Regions from separate parts of the Mus musculus genome. Here regions 2 and 3 are each linked to region 1. A link is a contact called in public HiChIP or PLAC-seq data. All regions are on one chromosome and are shown on one strand. Each heading gives the region's core, a stretch centred on a gene start, on an enhancer-like site or on the middle of the called end of the contact. The rest is flanking DNA. Distances are from core to core; before and after follow the strand shown. Region 1 has its middle 31 kb from the start of Gm42354. Region 2 holds the start of Gpr157 (G protein-coupled receptor 157). Region 3 overlaps Slc2a5 (solute carrier family 2 (facilitated glucose transporter), member 5).

Region 1 (4,308 bases), core at 208-2,707:
TCCGCACTGTAAAGCAGTAAGCTGCCATCGGCTTCTGGCACCAGCCCCAGGAAGCTCAGATTGGTAATTCCAGTAAATACTAACACCCAAGGCTGCACCTAAGCAGATTAGAAACCACAGCCACAGGTGTTTTTCACTCCTGCTAGATGGAAGCCCTCAGCCAGGATTATAAGAGAAGGGGTTGGGGGGGGGGAGAGGGAGGTGAGACAAATGTGCATGCGTGCTAGAGTCACTGGTCCATGAAAGTTACTGCAGCAAAGGCCTCCTGCCTGCAGCCTGGTCTCCTGCTCAAATGCAGCTTCCTGCCTGTAGCACTCAGCCCTCTTCAAGCTGACCCTGTGTTTGATGGCTCCGAGCCTTCCAGTCCCCTGCAGATCCCACCGTCCCCTGTCCCCCACCCCCACCCCCACCCCCGCCGCCCCCAGACCTGTTCAGCTTGCATTTGGCTCTGCTTCCAACTCAGCACTGCCTGTCTGACCTACGCTGCCTCTTTAACCCTCTCTTAGACATCCCGACTATATTGTGATAGGTGGTCTGAGAGTTTAGTAATTACGATTAGAATCAGACAACCTGCGATTGCCAGCCAGCTACCAAGTGAGACTGGGATCACCTGGCAAATTGTGGCTGGCTTGTTTATTTATACATTTTGATATTGAGGGAAGACACAAGATTGTCTATGACAATGACCTGTTTCAGGAGTAGGGCTTTTGCAGATGTGACTAGAGAGCTTCGGATGCAGTCATCTTGGATTTGCGTGACCTCTACATCCCATCCCTGATGTCTTCCTATGAAGAGGATTGGACCCAGAGGCTAAGAGAGAAGAGGAGGCCAGTTGAGACCAGAGATTGGAGAATATAGCTGAGGAAATTGTTCTTCCACAGGCTGGAGAGGCCAGAATAGCTTCCTCCCAACCCCGCAGTGTCGCGTGTCGCAAAGAACACAGACCTGCTGATGCCTCGATTCTTTCCTTCTGGCTTGATGGGAAGTGATACTTTTCTGTTGTTTTCAGACACCCAGTTTATGGTAATTTGTGATTGGTGGCAGCATTCCTGAGAGGGAGATTGCTGTCTCTCAAGCATTTGCCTTAGAGCACGCAGTAGATGCTCATTAAAATCCAGAATCGCCTGTGCCACCATTCCTGAGGACACTGTGGGCAACATCAAGGCATCTATGTGAGCTTTCAGGGAACAGCCTGTGACCCTGCAGGGGACCCAGGTAGCACAAGGAACACCCTGGGTCTCCAAGGGTAGTCACTCAAGCTGACATAGTGTTTTGCCTAGCATTCCTGGCTGGAGCCCTGGAAGGACAGAGCCAGAGGGAGAGGGCAGAGTCTGCAGCTGGGGAAGGCAGCAGCAGGGTTGGGTTGAGGCTTTCAGGAGGAATGCTTACCACCCTGAGTCATGGCATGTAGGCCAATGGCCATCGCTGACACATCACACCCCAGAGGGAGGCGGGCAGTGACCTCATGCTGGTTGTCAAACACTCAGCAAGCCTCCCAGTACCGCCCAGTGCTTCAGCATTGCCCAGAGGGAGCTGTCTCCACCCCTCCCCTGCACACTCGGGCCAACAAGCAGGACAAGCAGACATTTGGGCCAAGACGTTAGATGCTTTTGGGGCGAGGTGAATGGTTTCCACTTCCCAGAGGGCAATGGGATCATAAACTCTGGAATACAAGCTACGCAGCTGCTGCAGCTGCAAAGAGCAAGCACTCTGGGATCAGCTTTGCAAGACTCAGTCCCTCCTGCCTCTTGCCTGTAAAAAATGATGGTTTACAGATGGGGAAACTGAGGCCCAGAGGCTCTACATCTCTGAACCAAAGGGCATCCTGGAATAGGAGCAGTCTGAAACTAAGAATTTATTTTGAGACCGAGTCTGCTGTAAACCCTGGGCCAGGATCCTCACTCTGCCCTGGGTCTAGGAGGGGCTGGAGTCAGTCTCTAGATTTTTGAGTTTTAAAATCTGTTTTTCTTTCTTTCTTTCTTTCTTTCTTTCTTTCTTTCTTTCTTTCTTTCTTTCTTCCTTCCTTCCTTCCTTCCTTCCTTCCTTCCTTCCTTCCTTCCTCCTTCTCTCTCTCTCTCTTTCTCTCTCTCTCTCTCTCTCTAGCTTATAGTTTTTTGAGACAGTGTTTCTCCATGGAGCCCTGGCTGTTCTGAAACTTGCTCTGTAGCCTCAAACTCAGAGATCCAGCTGCCTCAGCCTCCCAAGTGCTAGGATTAAAGGTGTGTGCCAACACCGCCTGGCTTTCTTTCTTTGAAGATTGATTTGTTTTCAAGTTGTATATGTGTGTGGGTATGTGCACGAACGCCAGTGCCCACAGAGGCCAGAAGAGGGTGTTATGTCCCCTGGAACCGGAGTTAGAGGTGGTAGTGAGCCACTTGACTTGGGTCCTGGCAACCAAACTGTGGTCCTCTGCAAGAGCAGCAAGTGTTCCTCACTGCTGAGCCGTCTCTGCAGCTCCTGCCCTGGAGTGTGATGTGTCAGCTGGCAGTGCTGAGGTGGGGACCCAGGACCCTCATTCACACTCTGTGCTCTGCTTCTGAGACTCGTGCGAGGTCCCAGGGAGCCTGGCCTTGTTACTCTTACCTGGGAGTAAAGGTGTCTGCTGGCAGCCATAATGCATATCCTCTCCTTAGAAAGGGAGGGAGGGAGGGAGGGAGGGAGGGAGGGAGGGAGGGAGAGAGAGAGAGAGAGAGAGAGAGAGAGAGAGAGAGAGAGAGAGAGAGAGAGAGAGAAAGAGAGAGAGAACACTTTTCCCAGGCTGTGGATTTGTGGTCTTTACTTACGACCTTGAACTAGAATTTTAGCAGAGCCCGCTAAGACAGGAAATGTAGCATCCAACATGGAATCCCAAACATCCAGGCATCTTGAAACCCTAGCCTGCCCTCCATCCACCAAGGAGAGGGTTACAGCCTTCACTACAGCTGTGCCAAGTTGGTCCGCAGACCTTGACCAGGATCTGGAACACTGGCGAGGCGAGCTGGCGCTCCCCAAGCTCCTGCTCATTTATTTTACCATCATAACTCGAGGCCAATATTTAAGCATCTCCTAGGCAACAGCCCAAACCTCCCAGCCATTGGACCCCAGCCAGCCACATGGTTGGGATGAGGGCAAAGGGGTGGAGCCAAGAAAATGAGTCACGCCCTACCCCCTCCACACCACCTGGGAAAACAGTGACCCAAAAAACAAACCTCGGTTTCTCGGACAGAGAAACTGGTTGGCTTTTTATTTTTTATTATTTTTTTCATGTGGTCCTTCGGCACGATGCTCTGAACACCAGCAGAATATTAACATTTTCATTGTTAACATTTTCACTGTTGCTGTGCTGGTTAAACTTTGTTGACTTTTTGAAAAAAATTTTTTTTTTTTGTCAAGAATAATATGCAAGCAAAAACTGAACAAACTGTTCAGTGTACTGCTCTAGGCGATTGTGTGAATTTCCCCAGCAGAACCTATGCTTAGTCAGCACATTTTTGTGAGGGTCAATGTGTGATCGACCCTTGGGAGTTGCCGGAGCCCCTGGGCAAGAAGTATTACCCTAACTTCTCACCACAGCCTGGTTTTGAATCGGATTATCCACTCTGTCCTAAGTGTGTGGAAGCCAACAGTGTTTCTCAGCTTCGGCCACACTGCTCACTCCCTCCAGGTCAGGGATTGGAGGACAAATGGAGCCACTGGCTGTGGGGGATCTGCTTCAGCTGATAAATGGTGTTGGGGTGTATGGCTTTGGGAATGCTTCAGGTCTGTGCTGGGGAGATGGTTTGGCCATTAAAATACTTGCTGACTAAGCAAAGGGAGTAGAGTTTGAGTCACCAGAGTCAAGGTAAGTGCTGCGTGGGCACAGTGGCTGGCCTGTAATGGCTCTCGGTGAAGGTGGAGGAGACAGAGGTTCCACTGAGCCTGATAGAGGAAGGTTTCCAATGTCCGATAATCAACTTTTGTGTCTCAACATACACTTTCCTTATGTGGAGTTCACCTACATGTGAACATGCATGCACACATCATGGACACTACACACACATATACACAGACATACTTCACACACACACAAACTCCCTCACACAAACACACATACACAGACACACTTCACACACACTCATACACATGCATACACAGACACATTACATACATACTCATACACACACACATACAGATACACACACAGACACACCACTCACAGCATATACACATACTTCACACACACACACACTCTACACACAGACACACCACTCACAGCATATACACATACTTCACACACACACACACTCTCTCACACACACACATACACAGACACACTTCACACACTCACAT
Region 2 (4,437 bases), core at 598-3,097, 270 kb after region 1:
TTGCTGGCCCATCTTTCCAGCCCAAGTACTTGAGGGAGAGCAAATGCTATAGATTAAATCATTACTGTGGTTGCACAAACTAATAAATGTACTAAAACTCAGTGACTTGTAGGGCTAAAAGGGCCATTGTTGATGACAATAAAACATACATTTTAAAAATTTATTATTATTATTTATTTATTTGTTTGTTTGTTTGTTTGTTTTTGGTTTTTCCAGACAGGGTTTCTCTGTATAGCCCTGGCTGTCCTGGAACTCACTTTGTAGACCAGGCTGGCCTTGAACTCAGAAATCCACCTGCCTCTGCCTCTCAAGTGCTGGGATTAAAGGCGTGCGCCACTACTTCCCGGCCTTATTATTATTATTATTATTATTATTATTAATTATGTGTGTGTGTGCCCCCATACTAACTTATGTGCTTGCGAGTACCTTGCCCTTAGAGAGCAGGCCATGGGATGCACTGCAGCTGGAGTCATAAGTGGTTGTGGGCCATCGAATATGCAAGCTGGATCTTGCACAAGTATCTCCATCCCTAAGAAATACAAAATGTTCAAACAAGAAAAAAAAAAAAAACCTCTGTAAACTGGGAACTATGCTTCCTTACTTTTTTCTTTTCATGTAACATATTTAAAATTACATTTTTTTAAATTTATGGGTATGGGGGTACGCCAGCCACAGGTGTGGAGGTCAGATGTGGAGGTCAGATGACAATTTACCCCACCAAGTGCGTCCTGAGAATCAAATTCAGACTGTCAGTGTTATTCTGCCCTGGCAATTACTCAAGGCCATCTCATAGGCACTAATGTTTCATTCCTTAACATCGCACCTGGCGCTGGAGAGATGGCTCAGCGGTTAAGAGCACTTGCTGCTCTTCCAGAGGATCAGATTCGAATCCAGCCCCCACATGGTGCAGGGGGTGGGGAGTCTGACGCACTTTTCTAGCCTCTGTGGGCACTGCATACACATGGTACAGGTACATCCGTGCAGACAAAATATCCACGCACGTAAAATGATAAAATGTATTTTTAAAATAGCACTAATAAGGTATATAGAATAAACAAGGAACTAAAAGTATATATATATTTCAGTAGGTGAGCACTTCATTGGGATGTGTAAGGTCCTGAGTTGTACACCCAGCCCCACAAAAACACAATACTTTCATTGTAACAAAAGTTAGAAACTTCCCCAAATCACCACCACAGATCTTGTGAAGATTTCGAGTACCCAAGCTTCAGGAATGTAGGCCATGCTCTGGACCTGTTTTTGCCACCATCGGAAAGAATGTTTCCAGCAACCACCCCTCCCCTCCCCAACACACACGTAAGCAGGCTGATCAGGGGAAAGTAACATTAGCCTTAAAAATGCCATTCTCCCCTCCCCGCCTCCCCCCAACCCCCAGAACAGGATGTCCTGGCCATTTGCTAACCTCCTAGAGTGGCTCTGAGAGGCAGAAGGCAACGATTGGGACAGGACTGGGAGGTACTAGGTAAGAGGGAAGCGTAGAGGCGCAGAGGCGTGGGGAAACGCGGAGAAGCGATTGAGCTTGAGGCTGAAAGAGCATCAGGGCGGAGCAATGCGCAAGTGGGGGGCATGGGAGGAGCTTGAAGGAGGCTGGGCGGGGCTCTGGGGCTACAGGGCGGGACATGGAGAGCTCAGGGGCGGAGCGCTGGAGCTTCAGATTCGGATGTGTTACTGCGCAGGGGCGGGGTGCAGGGGCGGGACGCGAGGAGAGCGCGCAGGGTTACAGAGTCGGGGTGTGGAGAGCTCATGAAGGGGCTACCAGCTTGGAGACAGCAGGGGCGGGGACTCGGGACGAGATTAGAGTGCTCAGGGGCGGGCGTGGAGTGCTCAAGGGAGGGACCTGGAGGACTCAGGGTAGGATTGTAGAGCTCAGGGACAGGGAGTGGAGGGCGCCGCGGTGAGACCGCTGTTGTGTAGTTGTTAGACTGGGCGGGGCTGGGACGCAGGCGGGACCCGTGGGGACGCGAGCCCGGGCGCCAAATGCCCAGACAGAGGCGACCGCGGGCTCGGCTTGGCCACGACCTCTCGGCACCCTTAGGCCTGTGCACCCTGGCTGTCTGCCCTTGGTCCCCAACCCACCATGCCCTCACCCGCGCCTCCCACCGAGCTGCTGCCGTGGGAGCGCGCGGTGGTGCTGCTGTCGTGTGCGCTGTCAGCTCTGGGCTCGGGCCTCCTGGTGGCCACGCACGCCCTGTGGCCTGACCTGCGTAGCCGGGCGCGGCGCCTGCTACTCTTCCTGTCGCTAGCGGACCTGCTCTCGGCTGCCTCGTACTTCTACGGAGTGCTGCAGGACTTTGCGGGCACTTCGTGGGATTGCGTCCTTCAGGGCGCTCTCTCTACTTTCGCCAACACCAGCTCCTTCTTCTGGACGGTGGCCATCGCCCTCTACCTATACCTCAGCATCGTCCGAACTACGCGCGGGCCCTCCACGGACCACCTAATCTGGGCTTTTCACCTCATCAGGTGAGTAGGAGACCCGGCTTTGCCTCCAGGCCCCAGACCCAGGCTTATGGGTCCCGGGCCTTGCGTGCTGTGCTGTGGCATTCGTGCTTTCCCTATCTAGGTGTCAAGGTGGTGTGTCCTACTGGCAGTCACATGCATCCCCGAACCATGGAAGGGTGCCCAACTTGCCCAAAAAGTTGGAGCCAAACCTGTCTGAGCGTCTCTGAAGAGGGTGGTCTCTGTATCTGCCCCAGCCAGAATCTCCCAGCAAGGTGTGGGTGGGTGCAGAACTTGCCCATAGGAAGAGGTCTGCCATTTAGAAAGGAATTGGAGACAGTCTGTGCCCTTTGCCTCCTACTTCACCGCGATCTGGCAGTCTCTGCTGCCCATGGAGAGAAGTTCCAGTCTGCAGGCTAGAAGATGAGTTAGGTGGCTGCCCTGGCCTAAAAGCCCACAGCTTCCAATTCTATACCACAGTGGTTGTGGTGCGTCCAGCCACTCTCAGACGATAGTGTGCCAACTGTAAAATGCACAGAGGTATGCTTCTTTAAGCTTTTCACGACATTTATAAACTTCAGGCCCCCATTACCTGCACTTTCTTAGACGCTTTTAAAAAAGATTTATTCATTTTATTTTATGTGTGTGAACTGACTGCATGTATGTATGTGTATGTGTCACGTGTATGTGTACTTGGCGCCCTCGTAGGTCAGACGAGGGTATCGGATCCCCTGGAACTGGAGTTACAAATGGTTGTGAACCATCATGTGGGTGCCGGGAATTGAACCAAGGTCCTCTACAAGAGCAAGAAGTGCTCTTAATCACTTCTCTTAACCATGCTCTCAACCATCTCTCCAGGTCACTCGATGTGGTCTTGATTGTCGAGAACTCAGGTCAGGGTCAGGCTGTCAGCCACCTGGAGTCCCTGAGAGTGGGGAAGCCCAAGGCCCTGCACTATGCTGGTCCACTCTTCTTTCACGCTTGTCAGCAAGAAAGCTGTGCCCAGAGGCCAGCCTTCCCTCCTGTCGTTTCAGTTTGAAATTCTCGGCAGTCTGCGCAGAATTTGAGGCAGGAAGCCTAAGGCTTGTTTCCTGTCTCTTTGCCTCAGCTCAAGGCACCAGCGTCCGCCCTAATTATAGGTCCCTTCTATTAAAAACTTGAATGCTTTCCAAGGGCCGAGCGGGTAGTCAGCACTTTGGTAGAGACAGGTCACCTGGGTGTCACACGCAGAGGCCACAAGCTGGGAAGAGTCACTTGACCTCCTGTTCTTGTAGCTGTTGGAAGGAGACCAGCCGGTCCTAAAGAAACGAAAGAGCCCTCCTCTCCACTTGCCAAGCAAAATCTTTGTGCCATGTCACCATGTTACAGGTAGGGACCTACTGAGAAGGAGTCTGGGGTTTCTCTCCCCTCCAGCATGCAGCAGACACTGACTGTGTGAGACACCACAAGTGTGATGCCAGGTGGTCACAGGCACTGGGAAGGGAGCCCAGGGTTGGACCTTTCTTCCAAGGATCTCTCCTCTGCTGCCTTCCTTTAAACCCCGATGACGACAGTATATTTTTTAAGCAAAAGAAACAGAACCCTCTGTGTGGTCCCTACAGAAGATGAGTTCCCTAACCCATCTGAGTTGGGAGTTCTCCGCTCAGTCTGCATCAGCCACCCTCTGGGAGGGTTCTCTATGATGCTTGGAGAAGTCTTCCTAGGGCAGGCTGTGTCCAGGAGACTTGCTAGAACCTGCCCAGCAGGTTCATTTTTGACCCAGATCCTCCCACGCTGGTTGCTAGGGGCTCTCCACAGTATAACCTTGGAGTCTTAGGTTATTGTTGCTGACGGATCTGTTTGTGGAAGAATTCTCATTCCTGGACACGGCCTACCTGAACCCTCACTGTGTGTCTGTGTATATACTTATTAGACAGGTTCTCCCTGTATAGCCTTGGCTGGCCTGGAACCTCCTGCCTCTGGCTCCCGTGGCTGCTACCA
Region 3 (4,454 bases), core at 1,069-3,568, 320 kb after region 1:
TCAACTTAACAGGAAGGGTCTGTTTCCCCTGAGCTGCTAAGTGACTGTCCGCACTCTCAGACGTGGCATCATTGCCTCCTCTTTCTCAGTCTCAGGACACTTTACCCCACCCCACCACCCCACCCCCACCTCCACCCCCGTGTTGAGATAAGGTCTCATTTAAGCCAGGCTGGCCTCAAACTCATGTGGTAGTCAGAGTGTCCTTGAACAGATGATCCTCCTGCCGCCACCAACAAGCCCTGAGATTACAGGCAGGCAAGACCGCCGATGTTTTATGCAGTGCTGGAGATCTGTGCAGATGCTAGGCAAACCCTCTCCCAACTGGGCCCAGCCCTGCCCCCATCACTTCTCTTTTATTTCCTTCCTCCCTGTCTTTCTTTTTGAGCCTTAAGCCTCTGGAAGGGAGGCCGGCTGCAATGCTCATGCCTGCCGTGGCCTGGGCGCCATGTCTTCTGTAATAGCGCATCTGTTTCTCTCAGCGGCCTCAGGAGGTCATGTACTTTAAACATACCCACTTTACAGATACAGAACCCGAAACTCAGCAGATTGAAACATGTGCAAAGTCCTGTTAAGATTCAGACCCTGTAGCCTGAGCCTGGCTGGCTCTGTGTCGAGTTGCCATGCTCCCCTGTCTTCTTGTCCCTACACGTGTCCAGGACCCCTCCATCAAGGTGCTACATTATCCCTAGGAGCTGGGACCTAAAATCAATGGACTGGGGTTGAGTCTCAGGGAGCCCCAGGCAACAGGAGCAGACTCTCTGCTACATCGCCCTGTGCAGGAGGGCAGGAGCGGTTCTGTCCTGAAGAGAACATTCTAGGCCTGGGCAGAGGAGACAAAAATGTCGAAATCCTTTGAGCCTTTAGGGAACTGAAAGGGATGGCAATGTTAGACCTCCACCCTTGTCTGTGACTTTCCTGCAGTGCAAGGCTGCAGTTTAACCGTGCCCATTTTAGAGCCCTCAGTGTGAGCCCTGGCTTAGGACAGCTGCTCCGCTATAACAGAGCTGGCCAGCAGGTGGCGCAGTGAGAGGAGGCGCAAGAAGAAGGCACCCGCGATTAAGGCTGCACAGTGGTCAGGGTTGAGAAGTGGGATCTGAGTTAGTGTCTGGTGACCATTGGTGCCTTGGTGAGGAGAGCTACAGTGTAGGGGGCTAGACGGAGGGGCCCAGGGGCTGGTGACCGTGACTCGAATGGGAGACAGCAGTACTTGTCACAGACAGGGCACGGGAGATAGGCACAGGGTCCCACGATGATCTAGGGCCCAGTTCTGATCAAGGGGCAGCAGGAGGTGGAAGGACATTGCTCCAGCCTAGAAAGTGGTGGTTCATCCAGGAGCCAAACTTGACGTTGGGTGATACTCATATTCTAGGTGAAATTAGGTCATTTTTTTTTTGGCCAGGAGGAGTGGATTATGAGATGGAGTGAAAGTTCAGAGGTTCACGTGTATCTCGAGGAAGATTCCAGCTAAATGAGGGTATCCCTGGCCTGTCTCTTTTTTACTGAATCAACTACAAAAGACCAGGGAAGTTGGACATAGTGGTGCATGGCTGTAATCCTGGGGCTCAGAAGGTAAAGGAAAGAGACTGAGGGACGTAGAGTCAGCCTGAGACACACAGTAGGTCTGAGGCCAGCCTGAGTTACATTCTATTTTCTTAAAAAAAAAAAAAAAAAAAAAAAAAAGCCAAGATGGTTCAGTATGTTGTTGCCAAATCGGATGATCTGAGGACCCACACGGTAGAGAGGAAAGTGATGTCACAAGTTGTCTCTGCTCGGTGCATGATCTCTGTGGTACTCCTTTCCCTCCCCATCCCCCTCCCCCTCCCCCTCACCCCTCCCCCCTCCCCATCTCCTTCCCTCTCTCTTTCTTCCTCTCTTTCTCTTTCTCCCTCCCTCCCTTTCTCTCTCCCCTCCCTCCTCTCTCTTTTCTTTCTCCCTCTTTTACACACACATATATCATAAAATAAATAGGTAAATTAATACAAATGTAAAAACTCAAAACCCGAACTGCATGTACTCTGGCCATCATGGTGTACGTACATCAGAAATCCCAGCCCTCAGGAGACCGAGACAGGAAGACCAAGCTCTGGGCCAGCCTGGACTACATGAGACCTATATCTTATTCAACAGCTGTCAGGTGATTATAACCTCCTTAAATTGGATGGGCAAGGTCAACCATGTAATCACAAGCACGATTCAGCCTGTGTGCATACAGTTTTGCTCCCAAAGGACTAAATGCTCTCAGCAAGGGGCCCAGACTCTGCCTGTGTAAAATGGGGCTGGACTGGATCCACCCCCTAAGAGGGTGTGAGCTCCTTTGTGATTGGCTGGTTGGTGGCTGGCACACACACATGCCTATGACGTCACTGGCCCTGAGCACAGGAGAAAAGGCAAGAGAGCCAGAGATGACTCAAGCAGGGGGCAGAACTGCTCATTTGTCTTGGTAGGCACTTATTCCATTTTTTTATGCAAATGGGCGTTTTGCCTACATGTCTGTCTGTCTGTGCACCACGTGGATGCCTGGTGCCTGTCGAGTCCGGAAGAGGCCATGAAATTCCCTTAGAAGGTGGCCGTGAGCCACTGTCCGAGTGCTAGAAACTGCATCCAGATTCATAGCCGCTGCAAGAGCAGCAAATGCCCTTAGCCTCTGAGCCATCCACCCAGCTCGATCTATAGCTATTTTTATTGTGAACACATCACGCTTGATTCCCAGTAAACATGAAGAAAGACAAAGAAACCAGATGCTCCGAGACCACTCCCCAGGTCAAGAGAGAGCTGCATGTGAACCCCTCAGCAGCCCCTCCCTTCCCCGAGGGCAATCCCTGTGCTGACCTGAACCCCCGTCATCGTCTTGCTTTGGGTTCAGGCTCATCACCATTGGAGATGGTAGGGTGGATTTTTCACCAGCTTTTGAAACTGATGTAAGGGCATTCACTAGATATTGAGTGTTTACACTCCATATCACGCTGGACAGATCTGTCCAAGCCATCGCTGATTGCCTCGGTATTCAGTTACATCCTAGGGTCACGGGATGACTACTGTGTCCTCTCTGTGGAATATAATGGACGTTTGCGTTACCGTTGCTCTTGTTTCTGAGTTTATCAGCACTGCTCGGACCACTCCAGTTTAGGTGTCCTTGTGACCCACACAAGCGTCTCTGGACATATATATACCTGGGGTGGGATGACAGGGTCGGTCTCAGCATGCTCCAGCCGGCTGGTCTCTAAAGGACAACGTGGGTCTGTATAATGGCACACGGAGACCTGCCATTTGCCCATGTCCGTGCCCACATTTGGCACTACCAGATGTTCTTGTTTGCCCAGCACCTCGGTGTGCCATGGTTAGTCATGCCTCAGCTACTGTGTAAATAGCCACCAGACGTCCACGGAAATAGTCACACTTAGTCCCCACAGAGCCCTCATTCCCCCCCTCCGGGCGATGGCTCAGAGTGCCTGCCACCGTTCAGAGTGGAGAAAAAGGTCTCTACTTCTTCCGTGCTTCTGTGACCTTAAGCCCTTGCTTGCAGGCTGGCCAGTTCTCCTGGGTCTAACTGGAGTCCCCGCAGGCCTTCAGCTCCTCCTCCTCCCGTTCTTTCCCGAGAGCCCCCGCTACCTGCTGATCCAGAAGAAAGATGAAGCAGCTGCTGAGAGAGGTGAGGTCTGTGGCGGTTCCCTCCTGACCCAGGGCCCCGGAGCTCTTCGCCTCTGAGCTCATGCCCTCTGCTCGTCTCGCTCAGCCCTCCAGACCCTCCGAGGCTGGAAAGACGTGCACCTAGAGATGGAGGAGATCCGGAAGGAGGATGAGGCTGAGAAGGCGGCGGGCTTCATCTCTGTGTGGAAGTTGTTCACTATGCAGTCTCTCCGTTGGCAACTCATCTCCATGATTGTCCTCATGGCTGGCCAGCAGCTGTCGGGAGTGAACGCGGTACGGGCATCCTGTGAGCTTGGGGTGCTGACGAAGAGGGGTTGGGGTGTGGTGGGCCACTGGCCATCCTATGCCCGAGGGCCTCTGCCAACCCCCATGCTTCTCTTCCAGATCTACTACTACGCCGATCAGATCTACCTCAGCGCAGGCGTGAAAAGCGACGACGTCCAGTATGTGACAGCCGGGACTGGGGCCGTCAATGTGTTCATGACCATCCTCACGGTGGGTGTCTGCCAGGCGACGGTCCCTTAAGCCACCAAGAGTGGAGGGATATCTGAGGAGTGTGAAAGCTCCCAGCTTGGACAGAGCTGGGCTTTTGGACTGCAACATGCCCCCTGGGCTCTGACGCCCCAGCCTCAAAGCTCTGCTGTAAGCATATCCCTGACTCTAGTGTGTGTGTGTGTGGGGGGGCAGCCATGGGCCCCTAACACGGAGCCCACAGTGTGCCCTAACCTCTTCTATCTGGGGCTGCTGAGCATGGCAGCGTGGCAGAAGTGCAGGGTCTCTGCACAGGCCCTGCCGGGAGCTCATGA

The links. HiChIP or PLAC-seq counts read pairs in DNA pulled down with a chosen protein or histone mark.
Region 2: a contact with region 1 is called in a FOXA1 HiChIP or PLAC-seq map of pancreatic cancer cells. The contact joins the promoter of Gpr157 here to the enhancer-like site in region 1. A contact is called at or near these places in 20 of 39 promoter capture datasets (the 3T3-L1 cell line, 3T3-L1-derived adipocytes, the C10 cell line and 13 more), 6 of 15 datasets of contacts at CTCF or cohesin (embryonic stem cells, large pre-B cells, pro-B cells and 1 more), 155 of 484 Hi-C or Micro-C datasets (the AML12 cell line, B cells, the Ba/F3 cell line and 78 more), 27 of 115 datasets of contacts at active chromatin or transcription factors (CD4 single positive thymocytes, Th17 cells, astrocytes and 14 more) and 4 of 9 other capture datasets (adipose tissue, embryonic tail, liver and 1 more).
Region 3: a contact with region 1 is called in a FOXA1 HiChIP or PLAC-seq map of pancreatic cancer cells. The contact joins two enhancer-like sites. A contact is called at or near these places in 1 of 39 promoter capture datasets (neutrophils), 1 of 115 datasets of contacts at active chromatin or transcription factors (pancreatic cancer cells) and 1 of 9 other capture datasets (liver).

What each region holds. Positions count from the first base shown.
Region 1 is chr4:149,819,319-149,823,626 of GRCm38.p6, forward strand. No RefSeq gene overlaps it. Among named protein-coding and RNA genes, the nearest start is that of Gm42354, 31 kb to the left of the region's middle. Within about 2 kb of position 1,458, at least 109 of the 459 cell types and tissues checked have an H3K27ac peak or open chromatin away from gene starts, as enhancers often do. A contact at or near this core is called in the HL-1 cell line, adipose tissue, adipose-derived mesenchymal stem cells and 12 more, where this site is marked.
Region 2 is chr4:150,085,656-150,090,092 of GRCm38.p6, forward strand. It overlaps Gpr157 (G protein-coupled receptor 157), which reads left to right and starts at 1,848. Exons shown (of 4, transcript NM_177366.3): 1 at 1,848-2,481. The coding sequence starts at 2,099.
Region 3 is chr4:150,135,898-150,140,351 of GRCm38.p6, forward strand. Slc2a5 (solute carrier family 2 (facilitated glucose transporter), member 5) reads left to right here. Exons shown (of 14, transcript NM_019741.3): 8 at 3,524-3,649; 9 at 3,734-3,921; 10 at 4,033-4,143. Among named protein-coding and RNA genes, the nearest start is that of Slc2a7, 11 kb to the right of the region's middle. Within about 2 kb of position 2,319, at least 147 of the 459 cell types and tissues checked have an H3K27ac peak or open chromatin away from gene starts, as enhancers often do. A contact at or near this core is called in pancreatic cancer cells, where this site is marked.